Regions from separate parts of the Mus musculus genome. Here regions 2, 3 and 4 are each linked to region 1. Evidence: chromatin contacts called from public HiChIP or PLAC-seq and promoter capture Hi-C data. All regions are on one chromosome and are shown on one strand. Each heading gives the region's core, a stretch centred on a gene start, on an enhancer-like site or on the middle of the called end of the contact. The rest is flanking DNA. Distances are from core to core; before and after follow the strand shown. Region 1 holds the start of Trank1 (tetratricopeptide repeat and ankyrin repeat containing 1). Region 2 holds the start of Prss45 (protease, serine 45). Region 3 holds the start of Als2cl (ALS2 C-terminal like). Region 4 holds the start of Tdgf1 (teratocarcinoma-derived growth factor 1).

Region 1 (2,862 bases), core at 229-2,728:
CATCAAGAGAAAAGGAAATTTCTTTAGGTTTCCAGAATAAAGGAAAACAAACAATAAAAGAGGTCAATAACAGAATGTTTCTAGCAGTTTCAACAATTCTCAAAGCTACAAGTCACTGGAGTGAATGATTTCTGAGCCTGAATTTTATACCCAGATAAACTAGAATACCAAATATAAAGGTCTTTTGGTACGCAGCCTCAAAGTATTTACCAGATAGGGATAGTGTATGAAACTGGGAAGAAGTATTCCAAGTAGCAACCAAACACGTTTACAGACATGAACAGAGCAATTAAATAAGCATGGAAAGACTCAAAGGGTTGTTAGATAGGAGGGCAGCAGGGGATTGCTTTTTTTTTTTTTTAACAGCACCAACACCTCATTTTGATAATAGTTGAAGTGATTTTGAAAAGCAAGATCTACTTATGTGATGATTTTGAAGAGTATAGTCCACATTAGAGGTCAATGCTATGGAAATGGACAGAAAAGCACAGATGCACATTTTATTCTTGTACTGCCTCCACAATCTCTTGCCTTATTCTGACATAAGAAACCCACTAGCCTTACTCTGACGTAGGAAACCCACTAGGCCTTTTGGAAGTGGAAATGATGAGGCTGTGGTGGTGGTGGTGGTGCTGTTGCTGGTGGTGTACCAAACATGTTAGAGCTGAGAAGGTTTTATAAAATCTCTTTAAAATGAAAGGTCTAGCAATGTCTCATGACAGCAAGCCTTTCAAATTCTACTACTTGATACAATGTCTTGGAAAGCTTTAAAAATTGCACCCTGGAGATATATGCCATAAGAAATCAGAAGCAAAGGCATCCACCAGCGTTTTAAAAATCCCACCAGGGTGGGGGTATGACTGGAGTTCAAGCGTTTGTGGGAGCACTGTGTCCGGGACCCTAGGCTAACACTGAGGAGCCTAAAGGCTCAGCCCTAGGCAGTGGGGTGCCACCCAAGGGTTTTGAGGGGGAATGGCGCCTCACATTTGTGTGTGTGCGTGAGTGCGTGTGTGGTGGCATGGGGGTCGAATTGAGAGAAGGCCAGAAGGAGGCTGCTGGTCAGGGCTGACTGGTTCCGACTCCCCTGGAGGAGCTGGGAAGGACCGCGGTGTTCCTGGCCTCGTCCCTCCGCCTCCCCCGGCCGGCTCCTGTCTTCCGCTGTTCGACGCGCCCTGGGCTCTGGCCCAGGAGGCCCATGAGCCACCAGGAGGCAGCGTGCCAGCGGCCGCGCCCTCTGATTGGGTCCCGGGCCCCTGGAGGGTGGGAACGTGACTCCTGTCCCCTCAGTCGCGAGGACCACCCGGCGGGGGGCGAGCACGCATCCCGGCTCAGGAGAGCTTCGGAGCCACCTCGCCTCACCCTCACGACTTCGCGGCCCTTCTGCCAGGCGCCTGGACGGTTCCCGCCCGCGTGACAGGAACTCGGCAAATGACGGAGGCGACGAGCGTCGCGCTGCTCGGAGCTTCGCTGCCCGGTCTGCTCCCGACCTCCAGGAACGGCGCGTCGGGCGCGCGGTGAGTGCGACGTCGGCGTCTGAGGGGACGACCCGAGGGGAGCGCGCCGCCGCGAGCTCGCCGAGCCATGGCTTCCACGACCGCGGGCCGCCGCTGGCCTCCGAGGAGACGCAGCTCGAGACGGGGCCCCACGCCGCGGTCCCGCGCGCCCGGCGCGAAGCTTTCGGCCCCGGAGGCCGGGCCGCCACGCCGCGGGCCTCTCCCGCGCGGCGGTGCGGGACGCGACACTCTCCTCGGAGCAAAGGCGACACCTTCGTCTCCCGCCGCGAGGCGATACGTGACGGCTCTCGGGCCCCCGCAGCCGCGTGGGAGCACGGACTCGGCCTGCGCGGCGCTCCCGCAGCCGGTCCCGCACGAGCCGCGGGAAGCAGCTTTCCGCCTGGCCCCGGCCTCGGAACGCGGGGCCTCGGTGTCACCTGCGCGCATCCCGAGGCGGCGGCGGCGAGTCCCGGCCATGTGGGACCCGCGCGCGGCAAGGTGCGTAGCTGGCGGGGGTTGGGGGGGGGGCGTCTGGGGCTTTGCGGGCCCCGAGTCCCCGAGGCCCCGCGGGGTTGTCTGCCCTCCCCCCTTCTCCCTCCCTCGACCGCGGCCTGGCGCGGGAAGGCGCGCGGGGCGACACGGCCCGGGCGGGCAGCGGTGCCCGGCGGAGCTTTCCCTGCGGGGACCCCCACCCCCATCCTCCCCCACCCCCCGGAGGGGCCTCCGGGCCACACCGCGGCGGACGCGCCTCGCCGCACAGCTTGGCTCGAGGTGTGCGGAGCCGCGCGGGGATGACGGCGCGGCATCGGCGGGGAGCGCGGGGCGCGGGCTGCCCCCTGGAGGGGGAGGCCTCGGTCCTCCATCCCTGCGGCCTCCGCGGCCCACCCTCCGCCGCCGACCCGAGTCGCGGGGCGGTTTGCTCAGGAGCGCGGGTTCAGCCTGCTGCTCGGCCCGGCTCAGCCCGGTTCGTCCTCGGGCCCCCAACCCCCGCACTCTTGCACTCGCGGGCTCTGCGCACTTGTAACCCGCCGCGGAGGGCTCGCGGGCCCCGCTGGGGGGGACTCTGCTCTCTGCTGGGGGCGTTTCACCGAGGCAGGCAAGAGAGAGGCTGCCTGGGGATAGTTCTTAGGGAGATGTGCAACTTGGAAAAAAAGAAAAAGCAAAATTTAGAAAGGAGGGCAAGGGAGTCCGTGAGCTCTGCAGCCTGGGGACCCGCTTCAGCTCAGTTAGCACTGTCGCAATCACTGCATCTTTAGCTAGAGAGGATGAGTGGAAAGCCAGAGGCTCTGCGGTCCCTTACACCCGGATTTATCCCCAGCTACCCAGTGTTCAGCTTTTCCCGTGCAAGGCACCTTTTTGATTTTGAGGA
Region 2 (2,862 bases), core at 158-2,657, 480 kb before region 1:
GACTCTAGTTGGCAGGCAGCCAGGAGGATGCTCTGATTCCACCCTGGGCGGAGCTTGAGCACAGGAGACCTCAAAGCCCGCCCACACAGTGATGCATTTCCTCCAACAAGGCCACACCTCCTAAGTGCCACTCTCCATGGTCAAACATTGAAACACCTGAATCTATGGGGGTGAGGGGGGAGGCAAATCTATTCAAACCACCATAGACCCTGTCATAAAAAATTAAACAAACAAACAAACAAACAAACAAATCCATATCATTGGTCTCACTAAGGGAGTTTTCAACTTCAACTCTGGAAGTCTTGGCCAGGGCCTGAGGATGAAGATTTCTAGCAAGTTCCCAGGCGTTGCTGGTCCAGCTGTATGGAGGAGGCCTAACGTTGGGAACCACACAGCGGCAGAAGGCAACCTTCTCTTGCTTGCCTCGATATGCGATTGGCACCGTTTACTTATTCAGATTCATTTAAACGCCAGGCTGGGGGCCTGGAGAGTTGGCTCAGGGATTAAGATCTTCTACAGGGCCCACATTTGATTCACACAAACCCACATGGTGGCTTCTAACTCCAACTCTATTGGATCTGATGCCGCCTTCTGGCTTCTGTGGGCATCAGGCACATACTGTGGTGCACAGACAGTCATACAGATAAAATACTCATACACATAAAAATAAAATGTAAACGAACAGGCTGGGTGATGGGGTCCCCAGAGCTCTGTTGGACACCTGGAATAAACAAAGGAAACAGAGGAATTTTGATGATCGCTTCCCAGTCTCTGCTAGGCTCAGTAAATCCACAAAGATCATCCTTTTGTGACAAGCTCTCTTTATGCCCAAAGCCAGGCAACAAAACAAAACAAAAAGAAACAAACAAAACCAACAACAACAACAAAAACTAGCCAGTATTTGTCAGTGGTAACATCCTGTCATATTGCTGGTCCTTGGAAGAGGACAGCTGCCTTCTTTATTCAGCACCCTGCTCCTATCTTGATTTAGTCTTAGATCCAGTTCAGCTATTACGTTCTCAAAACCGTTTTTCCTAACCATATTGTTATTTGCTTTCTTGGGCTTTCCCGGTCCTTGTTAATAGTGACCGTGAAACTCCTTGTGCAACAGGCTGAGAACAAGGTATACCCTGAGGCTGGATGGGCATCAAGATGCCAATCCCAGCCCAGGGATCTTTGACCAGTTAGGCTCCAGATGCACCGCCAGGATCTTAGAGCACTAGGGGTGCTGTCATAGATCTGGAATCTAAGACCCAGTCCCAGTCAAGGGATCTGAAGTCATATTAAGGACGAGAGTGGGTCCAGATGCCAGAACTCAAAGGACCTGAAGAGGCACGGTCAGGCTCTTGGCGCCAGGTCAGTCATGTGTCGAAGACGCCATCGCGTACTGGGATGTGGGCACGTGACAGCACGCCGCAGCTATCTCTGCTGCCCTTAGGGACAATATTCATGTATGGCTACGTCATTGCGCGGCCTGGACGCTGGGCCTGGATCCTTGAGGCGCTGGATCCTAATCTGCTTTGCGGCGCTACTGTTGCTGCCTCCGCGGCCAAACTTAGGTCAGGCAGGCACCTCCTTCTCCATTGTCCTTTCTTTCTGTGTCCTCTCCCCTCCAGTCTTGCTCAGGTTGGCTATTCCTTTCCTTTCCGCCACCTGAAACTTCTGTGTGCCATCCCCACCTCGCTGTCGCCTCTCTTCTGCCACTCCTAGGTTCCTCAGGCCACTGCTGTGTCGTGCTGTAGCCTCCTGGAGACAACAGGCTCGGAGATGCTCGGAGCATCCCTGGCCTCCCTTCACGCACAGGCGCCTCCCGCTTTCCGTGTGTCCATCCTCTCAAAAGGATGATGTTCTAAACGTTGGGTTTTTTTTTCCCCCATCGCTAGCAGAGTCCAAGCCCTTGAGTGCTGTCTTCGCAGACTCCTCTGCCCCACAGCCCCCAGACATCCCTCCAAATCTGACTGCCAAAGGGAGAGTGTTTCCTGAGTGGGGTGGGGCTGGAGCAGGGTCCGACCCATACTGAGAGGCGGGGCTTACATCGGTCCTGCTCCACCACCATCCCAATATGTGCCCTCCCTCTCAGGGCCAGCCTTCCCCAAGAGTCATTAGCACTTTATTTATTTCCCATGTAATCCTCAGCCCATTCCTGCTGTGTTCTTCCCATTACTGTTCCTGGTTTTGTTTGTTTGTTTTACATCTCTATCCTTTTTTTTTTTTTTTTTTTTTTTTTAATTTCCTGTGGCTTCTCCCTCAGCCTCTCCCCCATTTTTCTTCTTTCATTCGTGGGGGTTGGGGTTAAGGTCTCATGAGCCCTAGGGTAGCCTTGATGTCCTGAAACTCCTGTCTCCACCTCCTTAGTGCTGGGATCACACACACACACACACACACACACACACACACACACACCTCCTCAGTACCCATATCAGGCCACCCAGCCTCATCTCTGATGTAAGGCTGTTTCTGAAAGGTGCTATTTGGTCCCTTGCCTCTTCCCTCTTTGTTCCCTGGATGACCAGTGACCTCGGGGAAACCGAGCCGATCATCTCCACACATTATCTTTCTCCTCCACCACAGATGTCGGGTGTCTCGTCCAGAGTCTCTGGAATATACTATTGTGTTTCTTCCTGGAGAGATTTTTTTAAATCAATATTTATTTTGTTTTTCTCCTCTTTGAGACATTTCCCGGTATTCTCTCCTCTCAGCCGTCTCTTCCACCGGCCACATCTTCTGGATTCACCTGATGCCTCTGGCCCAGGCCCTGCCCCATCTCACATGGTGGACTGGGCAACATGAGTCTCCAGATAGGCGCTTGTACACTTGTCTGTGCACCTCTTTACTGCTACCCTGTAAACGTCCCTGCCTCAC
Region 3 (2,862 bases), core at 135-2,634, 430 kb before region 1:
TGTGGTGGCAGACAATTGTAATCCCATTACAGGGAGGCAGGGACAGTCAGGTACTCACTGGGCACTCAGTCTAGTCTATGTGGTTAGGTGAAGGCCTATGAGAGGCTGTCTCAAAAAAAAAAAAAAGCACCAGAGGAGACACAGCCAAACATCACACACACACACACACACACACACACTCACACACTCACACACTCCTGCATGGATATACATACACATCATACATGAAAAAAAAAAAAAAGAACCTGTAATACATTTATCTTTTAAAAAAGTATTTACAAGAAAGAAAGAAAAGGCTGGAAGGAAGGAGATGTTTTGGCCGAGTGGAGAGGGAAGAAGAGGCTCGGGAGGGTTCTTGACGATGGAGAGACCAAGATTGGAGCAGGGAAGTGAACAAGAGCAGCAACCGCGGTAGGGTTCTTGGGCAACAAACTTGGAGCCTGCCACTGTAGGGCAGATTGGCAGAACTTAAATGCTCACCAGAAAGCACCCCAAGGGAGCCAGGGATGCTGAAGTTGGCAGGCCCCTTCTGAGAAACTCTTAGAAGTCTCTTTTCTCTCTGGCAGAATGCATGGAGGCTGTCCAAAACTTGGGTAGGGGGCAGGTGGACTATCCTTGCTCTTTCACAGCTGTCTCCTCCCCAGGCTTCTCTCTGTACTCAGGCTTGGAAGGCTTAGAAGCAACTCAGCCAGGCTAGTCAGCAGCTCCTAGAGGCCGGGTGCCACTGCAGGTGGAGGGGTGACTTGCTTGCTGGCCAAAAGGGAGCCCGGCAGCTGGACAGCAGGCCTCTTTGTTACAGGTTTGAACCATGGTCCCTCCTCCTTCCAAGACTTTGGTTTGGAACTGCGCTGCTCTTTCCAAGGTCGAAGGCTTTGGCACAGGAAACTGGCCAGCTTCAGGCTGTACCCGGAATGAATGCAGGGGGCCTCCTTCAAGGTTACACACAGCAGTAGCTGCTACCAAAGCATGCCCAGTTCAGGGTCTTCGGATCATCATGGCCAACTGCTCTAAGCAACAAGTTTCCCGAATCTACCCAGGGCTCCTTCGCGGGTGTGTGAGGGTGAGGGGGGGGGGGTGCCCAGTGACCCAAAGGGGGTCGGCAAGATTTCAGAGCTACAGCCTGGGCAGAGTTGGTGGGTAAGGAAATCGGGGTGGCCCCAGGCACTGCCTGCCGTCCTCGGATCTGGAGAGGGAGGTAAAAGGCGAAAGACAGCCAGGGTGCGATCCTGGGGAGCTCGCGGACCGACCGAAGGGGAGCTTTCGCAGTCTGGCGGGAGAGGCTCTGGGAGAGAGTTGTTGGCTTGGGGACATTCCGAGGCCGAGCCCCGCCTCCTCGGAGACGCCCCCGCGCGAACAACACCTCGGGGCGGGGCGCGGAGAGGAAGGGCGGCCCGGCGCGGAGCTGCGCGGCCACTCGGGGCACCGCGGCGCAAAGCGCAGGTAAGAGCGCGCGTCGGTGGGCGGGGTCCGCTGCCCCACGAGCTCAGCTGCGGGTGGGGGCTCTCTCCTCCTCCCGCTGCCATGGTCACGAGCCCTCCATCTTCGGTCTCAGCTTCCTCCTCCCGGTCCCGTGGCCGCCCGGCTCCGGTTTAAACGCAGCGCGGGGTCCAACCCCTAGCAGCAGTGCGGAGCGCGAGCACCGTGCCCTGCGTCCAGGCCAGAACCCAGGTGCGAGTTTATCACCCAGAGGGAGAGAGGCTGCCAGGAGCAGGTGACCTGGCTGGTCAGGGCGGAAGGGCTGACAGAGAAGCCGAAAAGGTGGTGTTGCCTGCCTGGGAGGAGCCTAGACGGATGTCCGAATGTTGGAGCAGAGTAGTTTGGAACTGACTAATGCAGTCGGGAAAAGCTAATGCGGAGACTGGGAGGCATGTAGGGCAAGAGAGGCAGAGAAGGGGCTGAAGACTGGAGGGCCCGTGTGACAGTTTTGTGCACTTGCCTGGAGCACTTTCTCCACTGCCCACCGGGCATGTAGGTTGATTAATGGGCCTCTAGCATAGTCCAGGAAAAGCAGAAATAAGGTCCATGCCACTCCAGATCAGGAAATACCAGAGTGAGTGCCATGCTAGGGTGCGGCTTAAGGGGCCTGAGGGGCCAGAACTGGGTGAGGGCAGGGAAGGCCCCAGTGACCCTGCTTGGGAGCGATCTGGTGTGGACAGAGGCCAAGAATGCAAGGGAAAGGTCTAGCTACTGTTTAGATGGCCACAAGGACAATAGCTGAGTCACCTGTGCACCCAGCTTAACTTTTTTGGCCTCACCCTGCAGCTTTTGAACCAAGTCTACCCGGGGTGAGAAGGGAGGCTGGGCCCTACTAGGAATGCTGGGTGTACCTCAGTGAGTCACCCAGCACCTCTGAGCCACTTAGTTCTCGTGAGCCTGTTAGGGCTGGGAGTGAGGGGCCTGGGTCTGAGCTCTGCACCTGATCTACAGATAGTATCTCTACACCCTCCTGGACTTTCCATGCCTCAAATTCACCGTTTGCACAGCCTGCCACTCAGGACCCCAGAGTTGGCAGGAGGGAGAGTATGAGGAAGCCGTGTTGTTGACCAGAGGGCTATGGGATGGGTGCTGGGCCCAGGGCTAGAGAGAATATTCTTGCTGGCTCATACTCTCAAACACTCGTGTCTGGCCTTTTACTCACGACACCGCTTCTAGCTCCTAGCTGGGAGACTTCTATATCAGACTCCAGATGTAGCCTTCCTGGGCCACCTTTACCATCCATGTTTAATGTCTGCCCTTTCCTCTGGTGATGTGATTTCCTGGGGGTGGAAATCCTTCTGGGACCACAGACCTAAAAGGTACTACTATAGAGTTAGTGGCTGCTAATCTGGGTCTGTCGTATCTACCCAGGTCCAGTCTATCCAT
Region 4 (2,862 bases), core at 213-2,712, 370 kb before region 1:
TCTCTCTCTCTATGACTTAGTATCCTTTTGACAGTCACATAAAGACCTCGGGGATGAAGCAGTGTAAGCAGATCACAGCTCCAGAAAAAACTGAGGCTGGAGCCCTACCCGATGTCTTCACTGATACAGCTAATGTTTGCATCATTTACACGTACACAGTTAACGTCTACAAGTCACATTTATACTTTCTTTTGTTCTGTGACTACCAAGGAGCTCATATAAGCTCTTCCATGTTCATTTAGGGCAATATGAATCCTTGTTCCCAAGCCACGGCCACGCTCGGAATAAACTCTTACTCTTCGGAACAAGGGCTGTGTTTTGAATTAACTGTTTAAAACAAGTCCCCAGCATCCAATATTTCATCATGAATATTCCTTAGGCCCCACCCTTACACACACAATTTTAAAGTTATAAAATTAAAAAGCTAAAACATTCTATTCTGCATAAGCGGCATATTTTTCCACGGTGCATTGTTTGCATATATAAATTCTTTTTTTGCATATATAAATTCTTAAATGGCTGTATGGGTTGGAGAAGACTTGCCAACCACACGCAAGCGCTGGTCCGACGCCCGGCTCCACGGGGAAAAAAAACTTGTCCTGTCACTTGAAATGGTTCCAAGTTCAATTGGTTTGTTATTCCTAATGTTTCTAAGTATTGAATTTATCTCTCCCATTAACGTGTAGAGGCAGTCTTGATTAGGCTGTAAGATTAATATTATGTATGCAAGAGAAGGAAAGCATTATTTCTCTGGCAGTCACCGACATGACTGATGGGACGAGCCCAGAGGGTGCTTTACAACCTGAGTCGGATGCCCAGAACCCAAATGATCGATCGGACTCCAGTGAGTCATCGTCTAACCTCCACTCGAGTATATGCGAGCGAGTGCCCGCGCGCGCGCGCGCACACACACACACACACACACACACACACACAAAGGCAATATAAAAAATTGACATTTTAAGAAGCCGATGGCAAAGCAGTATCTAACTATAAAGTTCCAGGTTCTTCAGGAAAAGCAGCAATGTTACTGACAAGGTTCAAGCAAGACAAAAATCAGAGCGTCATAGAACGTGATTTTCCGAAGTGGCTATCTCCAGCAACCAAAAAGTCAAGGTTAGCTCATACCTGGATGAGAAGTACCCCATCTTCGACGGCTCGTAAAAACGTTGGAGGAAAAGACAAGAAACACAATATTAGCAGATGGCTTTAGTTCATAAAGCCATTCTCGAAACACCCAAAGGCTAATTTCACAAAATGAAAACAGTAGATTAAAAAGAAAGATATGCCAAATGAGAGAGGCCCCCGTCCTGGAGAGTCTGTGGGAAGTTAGCAGCCAAGATCTCCGTGTAGACCGGCAGGGGATGGGGCCTCTTCTTCCTATAAACGGTTTGTGATTGAGGACTTCGGAGGAATATACCTCCCTTAAAAGAAACTTAAGGTGTTGAGTAGGACCCTCAGGTGGGCGGGGAGACGGGGCCCCACGCCCATTACGGGGCCCCACGCCCATTACTAGGCCAGGAAGCTCCGAGGGAAGTGAACTAGTTTGGTTTTTATGTAAATTCTCTATAGTCTGGTTATATGTAAATTTTCTATAGGTAAAGGGAGTTGAAGAGTTTAGTTATTCTACCAAGGTGTTCAAACACGAAAGTAATTAGGAAAGTCTAAACACCATACAGGCATTTGAAACTTCATTATCAAAATTTGTTGTTTTGTTTGTTTTTCAAGAATAGTTTCCCTAGGTAGACCAGGCTGGCCTCGAACCCAAGAGATCTTCTGCCTGCCCCTAAGGGATTAAAGGCGTGCTCCACCACCTCCAGGGTAACTGCCAAATTTTAACTCTGCATTTGCGTTCGTCGTTACTCCCAGTAGAGCCGGGTGCTGGAGGCCTTGAAGATGCGCTGACGGCTGGCGAGGACTTGTTTGGGTGTGGGGGAAGGTCAATGTCGGGAGGGATTTGAGTCTGGGTTTGGGCTAGAGGTTTTGCCTGCAGCGTCTGAATTGCAAGCCCTGGCCCAGAGCCTGCGGGTGGGCGCTGGGGCGAGCGGCTGCCTGAAGCTTAAAAATCAGTGGCCTCACAAGCACTATTGGAAGTCACTTGATTCTTCCGGGTCCTCAACTCAGTGCTAAGCTGCGGGTTACTGGCTTCGGTTTCTTGTGGGCGGATGGGGAGGGCCTTGACTTGCGAGTGGGGTTGTACCTCTCTGTTGCTAGGTGCTCGTCTGTGGCTGAGCCCGCTGAGAAACACATCCCTGAGTGATACATTTTGATATATATCTCACATTATTATATAGATCACAAAAGCTGGACCTGGTGGCAAAGGCCCGTAGTTCTAGGACTTGGGGAGGTGGAGATCGGAGGATTGAAGTGAGTTAGAGGTCAGCCTGGCCTTCAGTGAGTTTAAAGCCAGCCGGCGCTTACAGGGCAAGACCACTTTTCCTTTCTTCCTTGCTTTCTTTTGAGGGTCTCAAGATCAGGCTGGCGTGAAACTCGGCGACCTTTGTGCTGCCGTTTCACCAAATTCCGAGATTACAAGCACGTATCACCAAGCACAGCTAAGACCCAAGATCAAAATGACAAAACACAAAACCCTCCCTCACCTTCGCCCCTGGCTTCTATGGTGATTTACTTCCGTTTTAGTCGAGAGTGAAGACCCCGACAGGCCTGGGAATTCTGTACACGCCCAGTCTCTCTACTCCCCCCCACCCCCATCCCCTGTCACTCTGAGTTTCCAGCCACTTTTCCAGTTCCTGAAACCCTAGGGGGTGAGGGGCAATTGGTGGTGGTGGTGGGGGGGGGGAATCTGCTATTTCCGAGAAGGCTGGGCCTCCTTCATTAACAAGCTAATGGCTGATTTCACTG

The links. Promoter capture Hi-C pulls out the DNA fragments that hold promoters and counts their contacts. HiChIP or PLAC-seq counts read pairs in DNA pulled down with a chosen protein or histone mark.
Region 2: a promoter capture Hi-C map of stem cell-derived epiblast-like cells shows a contact between it and region 1, with 3 times the contacts expected there. The contact joins the promoter of Prss45 here to the promoter of Trank1 in region 1.
Region 3: a contact with region 1 is called in a promoter capture Hi-C map of embryonic stem cells, with 7 times the contacts expected there. The contact joins the promoter of Als2cl here to the promoter of Trank1 in region 1. A contact is called at or near these places in 2 of 39 promoter capture datasets (both in embryonic stem cells), 2 of 484 Hi-C or Micro-C datasets (both in embryonic stem cells), 1 of 115 datasets of contacts at active chromatin or transcription factors (embryonic stem cells) and 1 of 9 other capture datasets (embryonic stem cells).
Region 4: an H3K4me3 HiChIP or PLAC-seq map of embryonic stem cells shows a contact between it and region 1, with 2.9 times the contacts expected there. The contact joins the promoter of Tdgf1 here to the promoter of Trank1 in region 1. A contact is called at or near these places in 3 of 39 promoter capture datasets (the C10 cell line, cranial neural crest and embryonic stem cells), 3 of 484 Hi-C or Micro-C datasets (all in embryonic stem cells) and 6 of 115 datasets of contacts at active chromatin or transcription factors (embryonic stem cells and epiblast stem cells).

The regions. Positions count from the first base shown.
Region 1 is chr9:111,310,261-111,313,122 of GRCm38.p6, forward strand. Trank1 (tetratricopeptide repeat and ankyrin repeat containing 1) reads left to right here and starts at 1,479. Exons shown (of 22, transcript NM_001164659.1): 1 at 1,479-1,991. The coding sequence starts at 1,582.
Region 2 is chr9:110,833,181-110,836,042 of GRCm38.p6, forward strand. Prss45 (protease, serine 45) reads left to right here and starts at 1,408. Exons shown (of 6, transcript NM_153172.1): 1 at 1,408-1,559. The coding sequence starts at 1,454.
Region 3 is chr9:110,878,790-110,881,651 of GRCm38.p6, forward strand. Als2cl (ALS2 C-terminal like) reads left to right here and starts at 1,385. Exons shown (of 27, transcript NM_001146059.1): 1 at 1,385-1,440. Tmie (transmembrane inner ear) reads right to left here and starts at 1,284. Exons shown (of 6, transcript NM_146260.3): 1 at 481-1,284.
Region 4 is chr9:110,944,696-110,947,557 of GRCm38.p6, forward strand. Tdgf1 (teratocarcinoma-derived growth factor 1) reads right to left here and starts at 1,463. Exons shown (of 6, transcript NM_011562.2): 1 at 1,129-1,463. The coding sequence starts at 1,148.